2 separate regions of the Mus musculus genome follow, and region 2 is linked to region 1. The links are chromatin contacts, called in public HiCAR-type maps. All regions are on one chromosome and are shown on one strand. Each heading gives the region's core, a stretch centred on a gene start, on an enhancer-like site or on the middle of the called end of the contact. The rest is flanking DNA. Distances are from core to core; before and after follow the strand shown.

The links. HiCAR-type assays count read pairs that join an accessible place to other places.
Region 2: a contact with region 1 is called in a HiCAR-type map of embryonic stem cells, with 2.3 times the contacts expected there. The contact joins two enhancer-like sites. A contact is called at or near these places in 7 of 484 Hi-C or Micro-C datasets (the AML12 cell line, the HL-1 cell line, Th1 cells and 4 more), 3 of 115 datasets of contacts at active chromatin or transcription factors (embryonic forebrain and embryonic stem cells) and 1 of 9 other capture datasets (adipose tissue).

What each region holds. Positions count from the first base shown.
Region 1 is chr12:33,126,493-33,134,306 of GRCm38.p6, reverse strand. The region is part of intron 4 of F730043M19Rik (RIKEN cDNA F730043M19 gene); the gene reads left to right. Among named protein-coding and RNA genes, the nearest start is that of Atxn7l1, 17 kb to the left of the region's middle. Within about 2 kb of position 4,681, at least 61 of the 459 cell types and tissues checked have an H3K27ac peak or open chromatin away from gene starts, as enhancers often do. A contact at or near this core is called in embryonic stem cells, where this site is marked.
Region 2 is chr12:33,341,344-33,349,157 of GRCm38.p6, reverse strand. It overlaps Atxn7l1 (ataxin 7-like 1), which reads right to left. Exons shown (of 11, transcript NM_001374022.1): 5 at 6,963-7,237; 6 at 4,186-4,268; 7 at 3,070-3,320. Among named protein-coding and RNA genes, the nearest start is that of Atxn7l1os2, 50 kb to the left of the region's middle. Within about 2 kb of position 3,882, at least 57 of the 459 cell types and tissues checked have an H3K27ac peak or open chromatin away from gene starts, as enhancers often do. A contact at or near this core is called in embryonic stem cells, where this site is marked.

The sequences.
Region 1 (7,814 bases), core at 3,432-5,931:
GTAGAGCTTGTCTGTACTATAAATAACATGCAAAGAAAACTACCGAGCATGTCTTTATGTAGCCTATGGGCGCATTTTTAAAGGGCAAACACATAAAAGTGAATGTGGGTCAAAGGGGACTGAGTAATTTAATCGAGACATTGCTATGATGAGCCCACATGTCCTACACCCCCAGCAACACGGGTGTCAGGGGTGGCCATCCTGTCCAATGGGAATGACAGCCACTTGTTTAAATGAACCATTCTAACCTCTACTTCAGCCGATGTGAAGCAGCCTAACAGGAAGTAGTCTAAGGCCTCATAAAGTGTGTGCTGTGACCCCATGTGGTGTCATGAGGCTAAATCTGAAGGTCTCAAAGGCTTTGGCCGTATTAAAAGCTCACTGAACATACAACAATTAAAAAGTAGTTTTAAGCCACACAACCCAGTGCTCCCGGGGTTGCCGCATCACAGGCCCTCACAAAGCCTTTCTTCTGAACACTACACCCGTATTTTGCACCGTGTATGACGTTACTCAGTGCTGATGGTTCCTGCCGGGGAAGGCTCAGCTCAGATTTGAGCTACGACTGCTGTAGAGTGCTCCACTGTGCATGCAGTTTTCTGCTCTTGCAGACAGGCCAGGCTGGAACTGTGGAAAACAGAGTGTTTTCCTGCCGTCCTTCCTCGGCCCATGGGTATGAAGTTATTGTGTCTCTGACTGTTCGCTGTTAGAAAGTTTGATGTTAAGAATTGTTATTTGAGAGCTGGGTGTGGTGGTGCACGCCTTTAATCCCAGCACTCAGGAGGCAGAGGCAGGTGGATATCTGAATTCAAGGCCAGCCTGGTCTACAAAGTGAGTTCCAGGACAGCCAGGGCTACACAGAGAAACCCTATCTCAAAAAAAAAAAAAAAAAAAAAAAGAATTGTTATTTGAGTTTCATAGAAATCATTCAGTGGATTATGGTGTGGGAGTAGGACAGAATCTCTAATAATTCTGAAGGGGTCCCAGTCATACTCCCAACATTTTGTACTATGCATTCGTGAGAGGCAGCCTTCTTGGTATTGACAGTTATACAATCAAAATATTGACCCACTCTGAAAGATGATGGAGGTGCTGGAGATCCTACAATATCACATATCCAGCCAAGACTTGGTTCATTTATGGAAACAAGCATGGTGTCGAATTATTATGCAAACTTGCTTTAATCGTTAATAAATAGTAAAAATTACATGTATACTACAGAATTGCTTTAAAATAAATTTCTTTATGATTTATTATCTGCAAATGTTTTATTTGTACACAGATTTTATAGACCTATACACTCTCGAGCTGTGCACAACTTTCCTGGGCAAACAGGGATTGTGAGTGTAGAAACTTGAAAAACCTTGGCTCTGATTGAAGCTGTATCGGCAGAGCTCTGGTGAGGGTGGCCAGGGGATCCCAGGCAGTGCAGACAGCGTGTGCAAAGGCCCTGTGGGAAAGACAGCCCTCGCTCTTGCAGAACTGAGCTGAGAGCAAGACAGGAATGACAGTGAGAAGTATTACACACACCCAGCACCTTTGGAATTTTATTCCTAGGAAAGGGAGAAGATGGTGAAGGATACATGTAATCTGACCTAGCAGGCTGGCCTTTCTAACAAACCCTCTTGGGACCGGGAAGAGGGAATGGTGGATTCAGAATCAACTCAGGCAGTGAACTTGGAGGGTCTGGGAGAGCCGGGGATGGCTAGACCAAAGTGAGGACTGCCAGGGGAGAAGTGGCAAGAGTTATCTAGACTGCCTGTATGCTTGAGTGGGCTTGGCAGAGAGTGCAGACATGGCAGAAATTGGGGAGAGAGGATCTACCACCAGGACAAAAGGAGAGGCCATAGAAATTGGGGAGCCTCCGGACAAAAGCAGACCTCTAGGAGGGAACCTGCTTTGAGATCAGTACTCGGCCCTTGTGCTTACAGCCGCCCCTGCTTTAGCTGCTCACACAGAACAGCACCTGAGCCTTGATGTGGTGTGTGCGATCTGGAAGCCTGCTCATGGAAGGAAGGCACAGCGCCTCACAGGACTGCTTTGTGGAGCAGGAGGGAGAGCTCTAGGGTGATCTTTGGAGCTGGGGGTCATAGGCTGCTGCCTAAGTGGGAAACAGGAAATGAAATTAAAAGGAAGCCGAAGATGAAGGAAGAAGGAAGAGGAAGAGAGAGGCTCCCTGGGGTGCTCTTGCTGGGCTGCAGCCTGGGAGCACTGGGAGCACTGGGAGCATTGGGAAGGGCAGGCCTGAGTGTAGCAGAGCAGGAAGAGCTCATCTCTGAGTCTGGGGTGACCTGGCCTCTCTGCTGCCATATCGGTAACCTTTACTTCCTGGAACCACTGTGAGAATTAAGTAGTTGCATGGAAACGGAAGAAAATACGTGCAATACAAAACCACTAGAGAACATGTGTCCAGAATTGAAACCGACAAGAGCAGGAGGTAAAAAGACAGACGCAAAAGGATGGAGCAGAGAACCGGAAGTTCTGACAGGAGAGGCACAGACACAGCAGTGTGTGTGTGTGTGTGTGTGTGTGTCTGTGTGTGTGTGTGTGTCTGTGTGTGTCTGTGTGTGTGTCTGTGTGTGTGTCTGTGTGTCTGTGTGTGTCTCTGTGTGTGTCTGTGTGTGTGTGTTATGTGTGTGTCTGTCTTGAGTGTGTGCATGTGTGTATCTGTATTATATGGGTGAGTGCGTGTGTGTCTGTGTGTGTATCTCTGTGTACGTGAGTGTGAGTGTATGTGAGTGTGTGTGTCTGTCTGTCTTGTGTGTGTGTGAGTGTGTGCGTGTGTCTGTGTGCATCTCTGTGTATGTGAATGTGTGTGTGTGTGTGTGTGTGTCTGCAAGTGTGTGTGTGTCTTTGTTGGGGGGGCAGCCTCATTAATGAAGGAAAATACAGAGCAATTCACATGAAACCACCTGTGTAACACCCAGCAAAAGAGGCAAAAAAAGACAGATGAATGCATGAAATATAACTCATTAATATTAATAACTTAATAATATATTGATTGATAGCATATATTAATAACTTAAGTATTTTAAAAATTAGTTTCATCACCATTGAAGCTCTAGCTAAATAGGATCCATGTTCATCAGTTTGTAAAATCTGATGATCCCAACTGGAAGGATGGTATTGGGGAACTCAGTGCTGCTGATGGTTGGAGACCTGTGAGACCACCCCCTGGAGTACTACACAGCCCTGAACTATGAGATGGAAACTTGGGAGCGTGCTTGTCTGGGATGTTCCAAGGCTCTGGGCTCAATCTCCAGCAACCCCCAAGAAGACATAGCATCTGAAAACAAAACTAAGCTACAAACGGTGTAGCTTGCATTTCCTATCACATGTTGAGAAAAGTCCAAAGACAAGAAGGGATTGGCATGAAATCACAGTGGGGCCTCTCAGAGAGGAGAGGGTGGGAGCCCACAGGGGCGCTCCCCCAACAGGCCATTCTCCAGGACTTGGGATGCTCTGACTTGACCCTGGAGGTAACTGCACTGTTTGCCCTGTGATTGTTCCTTATACCATGCATTTGTTTTGAACACTTTAATCCAGGAGTATTTTATTCCACAATTTAAGCAGGTTTAAAAAGGAGATAGCTAACACTTGTAAAACGCTTGGCACGGTGCCTAGCCCATATTAAGAACTCAACAGATGGCAATTTTATTTACTGTTCTAACTCGGTTGTTAGAGCCGCCTTGTCTCCTAAGCAACCTTCCCGCATCTCCTGGGTGAATGTTGTCTCCATGAAGCCTGGCTTGGAGGCTTAGAATCCGGACTCTTGTTTCCCAGGGCGACCCCCTGTGAGACCTGCTGGGCTTTCCCAGTGGAAGGTGTGGTGTATAAAACGGGCTCACACCCTCCTCATGTGCTGCCAGAGTTTGGCAGTGTGCAAAAATAAAATAAAATAATGCAATTCCCAAAAACTAGTCTGCTAAAACGAACACTGTGCATCCTGGGGACCAAGCTAGAGTCCTGCCTGCTGGCATTTGGAGGTCAAGATTGAACCCAGTGGCAAGCTAAGTGGCAAGCGCTAAAGAAAAGGGAGCAGGGAGTTGGCTGGGCAGGGAGGCACACATTTGTAATCCCAGCGCTCTGGAAGTGGAGGCAGGAGGATCAGAAATGTAAGGTGGTCCTCAGCCCCCCTCACTTGGTAGCTAGCTTGGGATACATGAGACCCTGCCTCAAACAAAACAGAGCAAAGCACAAGCAACAAACAGAAAAGAAGAAACAATGGGGAGAGGGAGGGAGGGAGGGAGGGAGGGAGGGAGGGAGGGAGGGAGGGAGGGAGGGAGGGGTGAAATGGTACCTGTGAATCTGAAAGATACCTCTGAGTACCAAGTAAGGCAATGGGCCAGAAGAACCCTGGGGTAGCTGCTATGATATATATATATATATATATATATATATATATATATATATATATATATATATATATATATATATATATATATGTCTTCAGTTCCACGGACAGGCAAGCAATCACTATCTTAAGGGTTTCTAGCAATGTCTCTCTTCCTTCCAAACCTAACACTGCAATCCTACACCGCAACCACTAAACAGCCTGTATCATACTATCTGATTAGTGCTGTTCACCACAAGCAGGGTGGAGTGCTAATTCGCAGAGAGCTGCTGCCAGTCATTTGCAAGTTGGCAGCCCCGCAGAGACACACGTCTGCAGGAATGTGCTGAAGGTCACACAGCCAGCAAGTGCCAGACCAAGAAGGATCTTCCTTTGTGATTGGTTCAGAAGGGAGGGGGTGGAGGGTGGGGGTGGCAGCAGGAGTGGCCTAGAGGCTTGGAGTTAGATGGATGCCTGGTTTGCTAACAGTTCAGAAACTACTTAAACTGACCCAGGGTGGAAATGGGGGTCTGGGTGTGGTTAAGGAGACAGAAGCACTCCCTCTGGCAGCTTGAATGGCTGAACAGCTTCCTGCTGAGTGGTGAGTTAGAAGAAATGGCTTACAAGATCCTGAAAGGAGCCATCATGAAAAGTCCTGTTTTGTGCAGAGCTTCTGATGGGGACTAGCTTTTAGCTTTTGTTTTAAAACTCAACTCTCCAAAATCCCAAAGCATGCCACCATGTTTATGCTCTGCAATCGTATCACCCGTGGGTGCATCTCTAGAGCTCTAGAATAGGTCAGACTCCAGTAAGGCTGCTTGCATGTAGATGACAGTTGCACAGAGCCTCTGGCAATTTAAACAGACTAAGCCTCTAAGAGAGAGAAAGAATTTGCACACCCCCCCTCCCCACTTCTTTGACCCCACACCAGTGACACCGATCTTTCCGTGGCAACCTTCCTGCCATCGGAGGGTGAACAGCTTGTGTGTGTGCCGTGTGCTGTGTGTGCAGCACTGGCCGTGGCAGTTGGCTGTGTTTGGACACTTTGCAATCTGTACTCTGTGCTTTTGTTTCCAGGGTCTCGTGAGCCACTTTACTCTGCTCATGACTCTCCGGTGGAAACATCTTGCTTCCATGGTTCAGAGTGCCTGTGTGTCAGGAATGATGGACATGCTAATTTGGAGCAGGCTTCCATTAAACCTTTGCCATGATTTGGCAAAACTGCCTTGGCTGTGGCTGGTATTCTGACCCAGGAATGGAAACAGATTCTGGCATCTCTCTGTGGCAAGAATAACACAGCTGAGTTGTATGTTGTGGTTCTTACAGTCTCTTAATACTATTTTATAGAGACTTACAAATTGTCCCATGTTCAGCTCAATTTGTTGTTTATTGATTTTTTTTCTTTCATTTGTTTGTTTGTTCGTTTGTTTGTTTATTAAGGCATCTTTCTATATAGCTCTGGCTAGTTTGGAACCCACTCATTCGTGCCATCATGCCTGGCCCACATCTGCTATTTTGATAGGCTTTTTCTTTTAAGCAGTTTTTGATTGATGGCAAAACTGAGCAGGAAGTACAGTTTCCAAAACATGTAACTTCCTCCTCTATGAATATTTCTCAGCCAAGTGGCACATGTGTCACAGATGAGGGTCTGACACTGTCATCACTGTCACCCCTGTATATCCACCATTGTAGTGGTTTCACTGCCCTGAGAAATACCTGGCTTATTTATCTCTGCTCTCTGCTAACCCCCTGTAAAGCCACAGCTTTGTCTTAACCATCCCAGTAGGTGTTCTTTTCCGGTCTGCTCTTTTTCTTGTGTGTGCACTTAAGATTGTTCTGTGTCATTCTATGGCTTGGCAGCTCATTTCTTTTCAGTGCTGAGTAATACTCCATTTGTCTGGATGTACCACAGTGTTTCCTTTCTTCCGTTCTCCTGCTGAGGGACATCTTGGCTGCTTCCTCATTTTAGCAAGTCTGAATGAAGCTGAGATAAACATCCACGCGCAGGTTTCTGTGTGGACATAACTTTTCAATCTTTTGGGTAAATACCCAAAAAGCATGATTACCGGATCATATGGTAAGAGTATATTTAGTTTTGTGAGTCTGCCAAGCTGTCTTCCAACGTGGCGGTTCCACCGGCAGCATAGTGAAGTCCCTGCTTCTAGTCTTGGCAGCGTTTGGCACTGCCAGTGTTTTTAGATGTTAGCCACGCTAATGGTTGTATGATGGCATCTTCCTGTTGCTCTCATTTTCATTCCCGAGTACTGGATGCGTCTTCCATCTCTATATCTTCTTTGATGAGGCATCTGTTCAGAGAGTTTGCCCATTTTAAAACTATGTTCGTTGCTCATATCCCTATTGGGTTTTAAGAGGGTCTTGTGGAGTTTGGATAACGGTCCTTCATCGGGTATGTCTTCTGCCAGTATAGTCTCCCAGCCTTGGCTTTCCCTGTTTTCCTGCACATACAACACTGTGATGTTATATGTGGTAGGGGTTATAAATGCATTTAAAGGAAGCGTTTCCTTTTAGGTTGCTTATTCTCATGGAGAAAAGTCTACTGCCTGGGCATAGCAGTCCTCTGGTGTTTTTATATTGGCTGTCTGTGATACTGATAAGAGATCATAGGTGTGACAAACCGTCCAGAGACCTGCCCTACTGGGACGTTGTCTTACTCAGGAAGAGTTTAAGCAAAACTCTCCTGGCCTGTGTATTCAGATCCTGCACTGGAAGACTGGATGTTACTGGTGATCTAAGACTACCAATGACTGGTAATTACACAGTCTTTCAGAATCCATGTTCACTGGCGTCACCTCCATGGCTTAGTGAAATAGCAAATGACTTACCCAAATGAGGTGGGCTGTGGCAAGAATCATCTTTATTTCGTTTGCCTGGCATAACCATTTCTAAGTAGCATGGAGTTCTAAGCTGTGTGCTTCATGTAACTTCCCATGAAGTTGAGTCTCACATGGGTGAATGGACAAGACACTCTGGCACGCCCCGCCCCCAAGTAATGCAGGCAGGGCTATTTCGATGTGTAGGTGGAAAACAGCGTGCTAGAGCCCAGCACAAGCTCAGAGACCTGCAGTTGGACACAACCAATCCACTGAATCAATAGGCAAGGTGCCACTGCAGAATGTGGTGCCCGGCCTTCAGTCTGAGCTGAGCAGCAGAGAAGCAACCATTTCTTAAGACAGCATCAGCTTTAGCTAACAAGAGCTGAACCGGGCATCCAGGCTGTGCTCCCAACACCAGTCTCTGCCTCATAAGTCATCAAGGTCCCTAGAGATGGCATTCTTTTTGACATTCAAGAAGTTCTGAAGGACAGAAAGGAGTGAGAGGGGCCAAGGGACACAGCCCTGTCTCTAGCCAGGAAGAATTTCTGAGCCACCTGACTGCAAACACTCTTCTTGGTGAGACTGCCACAAATGGTCTCCAGAAATGCATCTCTCAGTCTTAGTTTCTAGCCTGGTGAGTGACAATT
Region 2 (7,814 bases), core at 2,633-5,132, 220 kb before region 1:
TGGTCCCATCACTAAATAGCTGGACAACCTGAGTCTGGGGGGAATCAGAGCCATGTGTAAGCTTATCTAGTAAGAAAGCATGGAGGTGAGGGTTTGGCTTCGAACCCTGTTGCAGCTCTTCTTATCTAACTTAAGGTGTAACTATCTCACGTTGTAGCCCAGGCTGGTGTTAGACTCTTGATATCCCAATTATTGAGAGGACAGGTATATGCCACCAAGTCCAACTTAAGTTAGGACTTTCAAACTCCAGACCCAAGTTTCTTTGTTAACAATCCTTGACAAGAATGGGTTGGGCATAAGGTCATTGAAAAGATGAACAAAAGATGAATAATATGTGCTATTGTTCTCTATAAAGAAAATTCAGAATTGGGAAAGGGTTATAAAAATTCCATTTATGTGTGATGTCAGTATTCATTTTAGCTATTAGTATTGATGGAATATCTACTACATACATCACTAATAGGAGCAAGTAGATGCTCTTGAAGGTTTTGTGTGATTTTGATGTTAAATTTTGACCATGCCTTTTCAACCTGACTGCACAGGATTTCACTACCTGAGGACTTTGCTCCTGATCATTCACTTAGGAAGAGTCCAGCCCTGTCTTAAGGAATGATCCCCTTACTAGTGTTTGTCATAATGCTTTGTCTCTTTTCTTTGTAAAGACATTCATTTCCAAATGAAACTTATCCAAGTCTCCTGCTTCCCAAAGAGAACATAAACACTCAGTGTTTCCTACAAGTGGACATTCACCTAAAAAAAAAAAAAAAACAAAAAAACAAAACCCCACAGCACATGGAACAAAGCTAAGAAGACCCTTGAGGTCTTCCCTGCCCACTCTGGTTTTGGCAGTTCTCCCCCCTGCTTCCCTGTTAACTAAGTCACCACTGATAGAGAATGGCCCCATCAGCTAAAACTTGAGAGAAGTGTTTCACGAAAGAGACATCTAAGTTGGATTTTATGAGACATGCGTGATGAGGAGTTTAAGTTCAGCATTGTCTCCGTAGAGATTTCCAGGCCAGTCTGGGCGTCATGAGACTCTTTCTCACCCCTCACAAAAAAAAAAATACCTATCAAGCTAGTTTTGCTTGGGGAATCCTTCAAGAGCCCACTGTGGTCTGGGGGACATCAGCCCTGGGTACATATGGCTTTAGGTAGAGGTCAGTCTGCCAGTATCAGGTACTGTGGTAATGGAAGAAAAGTGTCCAGTATCTACGAAGGATTTGAAAGCCACTCCACACAGTCTGCCCTTACCCCTGATTGTTCTTTTCCAGTTACTCATGGTCAAGTGAGGACTAAGGTTATTAAATGGAAAACTATATACATAGGCAGCTCATACGTTTGAAGTTCTGAGTAGTGTGATGAAATGCTGAGCAGTCCCCCTATGTCCCCTCCAGGATACCAATCACTGTTGTCGATGTATCCACGTGTTGACTCTATCAGTCCCTTAGTAGCCACTTTCAGACCAACTGCAACAGTATAGCAGTATGTGAAATTTAGTAACTTTTGTTTTATATAATTATGGTCCCAAAGTGCAAGATAAGTAAGGCCGATAATTTTGTTACAATGTATTTTTACAATTGTTCTATTTTATTATTAGTTACTGTGCCCCAATTTATAAATTAAATTTTATCATAGGAAAACGTATAGGAGAAAACACAGTATATACAAGGGCTGGTTTTACCTGAATTTCAAGCATCTAAAAAGGGTCTTGGAGAATGGGGGGCTACTGCCTATTAATACTGAAGTCCAGAAGTTTGGAATGGAATTGTCTTCTCGACTCTAAAACAAGGGTGGCACCTTTGGCCAATAGCTGGCATGACAGTGAGAAGTAATTATAAAATGCTCTTGCAAAAAAGGGGGTTGCAACAACACACATGTGTCCAGCGATGGAAAGGTGGGTTGCAACAGCACACGTGCCTACAGGGATGGAAAGGTGTGACGGTGGCCGTTATCCCAGGACCTTATACTAACAGGTATGGCTCTCTGCTCCTGAGCGCCTGAGGCTGAACTTGACTCTAACCACAGCTGGATTCTGCTGTGGGACTGGAACCACTTTGCCTCAAACTGCAACAGGTAGAGGATCATGAGCAACTGCTACCAAACAGACTTTTGCTTTAAAAGCCAACAACTCCCTGCTCTTTTCTATAGATAGTCTCTCAAAGCTGGTTTGCTGGTTGAACAATGACCCTCTGGGACCCATCCATGCATTAAAAAAAAAAATCAGATAATACCAATATTTATACTTGCTGGATTTTATTATCTCCTTAATATGCCGAGTATGGACATTTGAATCTTCTCTGGTTTCCGAACTCTAGATTTTTGGAAAGCAGAGGCCGGTTGCATTTTTTCCTCTGCCCTTGCCTGACAGCGCCTTGCATCTGGAGCAAGCCCTTCATAACACTTTGGTATGCGTATGGTTTGTTCAACTCCTGTTACCTGGAAATTGGTCTCCTGCCCACCAAAACAAACATTCACAGATCTTAAAGTGTTTTTTTTTTTTTTAATCCAAATGGATTGTAATTCTGTTTCGTGGTTTTTTTCCTTCGCATTCAGTGCAACCAAATAAAACCCCAAACAGGTGGGTTGCCGTCAACAGCACCAGCGTGCCCTTCATCCTGACCATAGGGAAGTGGTGGAAATAAGTCATAAGACCATGTGACAAGTGACAAGAGGTCCCCGGGAGCTTATAAGATATTCTAACTACTTATCTACCCAGGCTTTCCCTTTCTGCCCCAGGAGTCTCCAAATAACATAAAACGCAGGCAGCCTGGAAGTCGCCTGGTGGTTGAAGTGCCAATCTTCCAGCGTTTATTTCCAGCCCACTCTGGCTCTGTAAAAACACACAGTCTGATAAAAAGGTCTGCTAGGAAGGCTGACGACTACACCATGTGGCAGGCATCGGGGCTGAGCCCCTTAGGCGCAGGATCGTATTTAAACTTCACAGAGCCTTAGAAGGTTGGGGTAAAATATCTCCTCAAAGAACCGGCAGGCCACACACAAAACAGCTGGCAAGGAAGAGGGCCTGGACTGAGGGGGGCTGGGGCTGCTTCGAGGCCCATGCCGACTTACCTGGGAAGTACAGAGTTGAGTGGCCTGGATTTTGGTGGGGATGCTACTTTCGGCTCTGCCACCGTGCTCCCGGAAGATGCTTGCGGAGCATCAGGCGAGGGTCCAGGAGGGTTCGGAAGTATCTCCCTAGCGGAAGTCAGAAGGTGCTCTTTCACTTCTTTCTCCCGGGACTTGGCTTTGTGCTCCGCCAGGAGGAGGTCAAATTGCTTTTTCCGGCCTGGGACTGCTCTCCGATGGCTCAGCGAGTGTGTCTAAGGAGAAGAGACATGAGCAGCACAGCCTCTTTGATCAGCACATACACCTGCTTCCCCACGGCCTGCATTTCCGAAATTGCAACCATAGGCATTTAAAGGTGCTTGAAAAAGTCAACTTCAAGACAACAGCTCCTGTTCTGAGGCTGGGAAGAGGCAGAGACCGCTCGAATGCAACCATGCCCTACACTCCAGGTGTCAAGAAGCCAAGGCTTCCTCCAGACAAATGGCATGAGATAGCTTCTGTGCAGAACCCAGGACAGCCTCGGATGAAAGTCACCCGCGAGGGAAAGCTAAAGTCAATCCAGATGTGGGTAGGAGGCTCCAGTTGGCCCATGCATTCAGGGCCACCAGGCAGAGAGGGCAGAGCCTGGGTCCAAAGAGGCACTAGAAGGACAGGAGGAAACCTGGGGCTTGAGGCTACCCCGTAGCGGTGGCCTGGGGTCCGCCTGTCCCCTGGTCACCCCGAGTAGCTAGATCAGAGCGCAGTATCTCATCCTCCCCTCCGGGCTGCCTTTCTGGGCGCTGCCGCCGCCGCCGCCGCTCCTGCATACATTAAAACGTAGCAGGCTTTAGAACCGCCTGTGAGTGCCTATAAATACAATTTACTGTCTGGCCTCCCAAGTAACACGGGAAGCCTAGGGTGTTTTTTTTTCCCTCTCTCTCTCTTCCCCTTAAAAAGCCAGACAGATTGAGGCAGGCACTATGCTACCGTGGACAGAGAAGAAAGCCATTTCCCTTACAAAGAACAGCTGGAGGTCATGTCGAGGTTCCACACCCTGCCGTGTGCAGAGAGTGGCATGCAAACATTTCGACAAAGGCCCCAGCAAGAGCAGGAAGTATTTTTTTATGGAAAGAGAAATACCTTGCAGGTGAGGGATCTTGTGCAAGGTTTCTTTGTCTCGGGATCCAATACTCCACAGTGTTTATTTGGGTCAAATTCTCTCTCTGGTTTAAGAAACAAACAAAAATGTAAGAAAAAAAAGGAGACTAAATAGGATTTGGCATTAAGACTACATTTTTTTTTTAAATGCACATATCCACCAACAAGTGTGACGTTGTCAGGCGATTTTTTTTTTCTTCTTCTTCTTTTTCTCTTCCCCCAACCAGCTGCTAAAATGTTTCGAGAACCACTCGGGGAAATCAATGCTGCACTCTGAACCCAGACTTTCTGAGTCTGATTCAGGGCGGCATAGGGGACAGGGTGAGAGCAGAGGGCAGGACAGTAGGACCATGCAGTTTGCAAATACTTTATTTTATTTAAAATAGTCCCACAGGTCCTTGGTGCTCTGGGCATAGTGGCTGCAGAGCAGAAAGCGCCACTGGAGTCCTAAGGATGCCTGCTTTCTTTGACGGCTGCCTGGAGAAATCCATTCATGTCCCCAGCCCCACCTCTGCCTTCCTGGTTTATCCATTTAAGTGGGAGCATGTTCACTGACTTGTCAGGGTGGCCTTTCCTATGCTTTACGAAGCCCTTGGTGAAGGCTTTCCACGCAGCCTCATAGATAAGTCATTTCCCTGACCTGGAATTGGCAGTGCCTCCGGCAGGGGCAGGAAAAAGCGTGGCTGTACTCCTCTGTGGGGCTGAACTTGAAGGCACAAGGAACACAGGCTGCTAACCTTACACCTCACTTTGCCTGTAGCCCCGGTCCAGACGCTCCACAGGAGGATCAGACAGGACACACTGGCTTGGGAGATGAAGGATGACTGAGGGAAGGAGAGCTTTCTCCACTTCCTCCTCACTGCCTGAGTGTTGATTGCTTCCAGGGAAGTGACTGCTAACTGTCCTTCTGATGCCTCCAGCCTCTTCATCTCTTTGGGAATTACTCAAAATGCTTAACCACACCTGCACAGTACGGGAATGTGTGGCAACCTTTCAGGGAGCCCCGGGCTTCTGAAGCTCAGTGCTGTCTCTGGTAGGCACCAGCAGACACCTGAGTCCTGCAGAGCAGATATTCCCACAGCTCTCTGGGCATGAAGGGTGGCAATGTTTAATGGTGAAGAGGGGGTGATTAGGAAGGGTGCCAGGTCTCTAGAAATGTGAGGTGTCTGTAAGGGCCTTGACGGCAGCAAACTGAAGAGAGTTCCTAGGCCAGAAACTGTCAGCATTTGCTGGTGTAAACTCAAAGCATAATAAATAAATGTTCTACATTCAAGTCTGGGGGATCAGGAGGATGTTGCAAAGGAAGCTGGGATGCTGTGTACAAGCTGTCCTCCCACCAGGGCCATCAAAATGCCCCCTTCCTTCCTCCGCAGAGAGTTCTGTCCAGCAGGCAGTGAGTGAGTGGGTGTCAGGCCTGCGGTTGAGGTCTTTCAGTTGGGTCTACTGGAGTTAGGCCTGTGCCCAGACACTCGCCAGCCCCTCAGGTTGGAACTGAATGGGGTTTTGACTAGGGGCAGGAGTTGGCTGTTGAAGGTGTGAGAGAGGTAGAAACCAGCAAAGGACCCATTGAGACAAGATAACCCACAAAACACAAATTCCCCCCCCCACCACACTTCAGTTTAAGGTATAGGCTGGAAGAAGCCACGGTATTATTATTGCAGCGAACTCACAGCCTCTGTGCACTTCCCAGGCTGACCCCCTCCTCCCTACACACCCTGGGATGGACACACTCCAGGCTGACCCCCTCCCCCCTACACACCCTGGGATGGACATATTCCATAACATGAAGCCTCATCACGTTCTCCCTTTACTGCCATTGTGGACGTACAGGCCATGGAGAGAGGTGTGGGGCTGTTTCGTTTAAATGCTTTTGGGTAGGCCCAAGTACTTTTAAATATAATTTTTAAATACAAATATAAGGCAAAAATCCAATTAAATATGAAGTAGAATAAAAAAAAATTACTCACACCATGGGTGCTTACAAACCATGCCTGAAGCAAAAGATAAATCCCCCCCCTTTCTCTCTCAAGGATGGCTTTCTCTGTTCTTCCTAGCTACCATTACCTAGAACCCATATGAAACTCATAGCTTCTGGTCATTTGGAGAAAGCAGAAAAAGCCAGGTTTAGTTCTACAACAGACCCGAAGCAAACATCCTCCTTTGAGACAGCAACTGTCACCTCTGAGTGGTCATGTGTCTGTCCAGGGGGCTGAGCAGGGACCTGAGAGATCTCCCCACATCCCCATCTGCTATGCTGGTCCCAATGGGAATTCCAGCCTGACTCTAGGAGAGAACTCAGCCACAGCCTCATGCAGAATCAACCCAGGAAGCCAGGAGGCCAAAGGGCAGAGGTTAAAGTTCCCTGTGTGGCACAGTCGCTGATTGTTCTGTTCTTCCCCAGCCTGCCATGAGCTATCAGCTATCCCAATGGACAGTCCTCCTTCACAGTGGTGTATGGCCACTAGGCTCACAAGACCCTCGGAGTCCACAACTGTTGTTTGGTACAGAAAGCCCCTTGCTTCCTGGACTTCTAGGATAGCTTCAGCCAAATTCAAAACTTGGCTGGGGACCTTATCTGCACTGGGGGATGAGAGCACCATCTCCCAGGTACTCTCGGGGTGCCGGTCCTACTTGCAGCTACACTCCAGATCGCTGTTCAAACCAAACAGCTGTTTGCCTCTACGAACACATCACTGGTTACAGATGGGACTCAGTTGTCATCTTACCGTGAGCCAGACTCTAACCACAGGAACACATACCTGAAAGTCTCCGGTAAGGCTTGTTGCTGTTTTTGGTGCCGTTTGGGTGCTTCTTGTCTATGGTGGCTGACAGAATCCCCTTGCCATTTAAGATCTTCTCTGGTGAAGGTGGCACTGACTTGGACATCAAGGTGGGCTTAATTAAAGGCGGAGTGGAGACGGCAGAGGAGGAGGAAGTGGCTGCAGTAGTGGTTGTAGAGTTCATTTTGACATTGGCACCATCTGCCTTCACTAGGTTAGGAATTTTCTCTAAACTGACTACGGGAACTGGAACGCTGAAAAATAAAGGAACACACATGCACCACCGCCTTCTTTGATAGATCTGGTCCACCGAGGAGCTACACCCCCGCTTATCGTTATCACAACACTTCCTTATCACTTATTTATGCTCCTGCTGTAAGCGAGCAGCGTGATTCCCCGTTTTGATGGGAGGGAGATCTGTGCCGGGTAAAGGACCAACAGGGGGTGAGAGGCTGGCACGGTGCCCGGGGGTGGATAAGAGCAGACTGATTGCCTCCCAGGCTGGCTGTCCCCATGAATCCTCTGATTCCACCCCCTCTCAGGCCCTCTATGTGGCTTCTCTCTGACACAGCACCTTGGGCAAAACAAGGCCACCACTGTGAAGCCCAGGAAGACAGGTTGTCTGTGCCCTGCTGACAGCCTGCCACTGTGGAATCGGGTCCCCCCATCCTCCTGCTCGTGAGAGACTCCCCACCCCAGCCCCATCCGGGCCTGACATCTGCTTAGCTCCCAGAGTACTGACAGGCTCACACCACACAGTGCATGGCTGCAGTCCAGCGAGGGGCACACCATGCTGTCGGAGGGCTTCTGGATCGTGCTCGCATCCTGAGG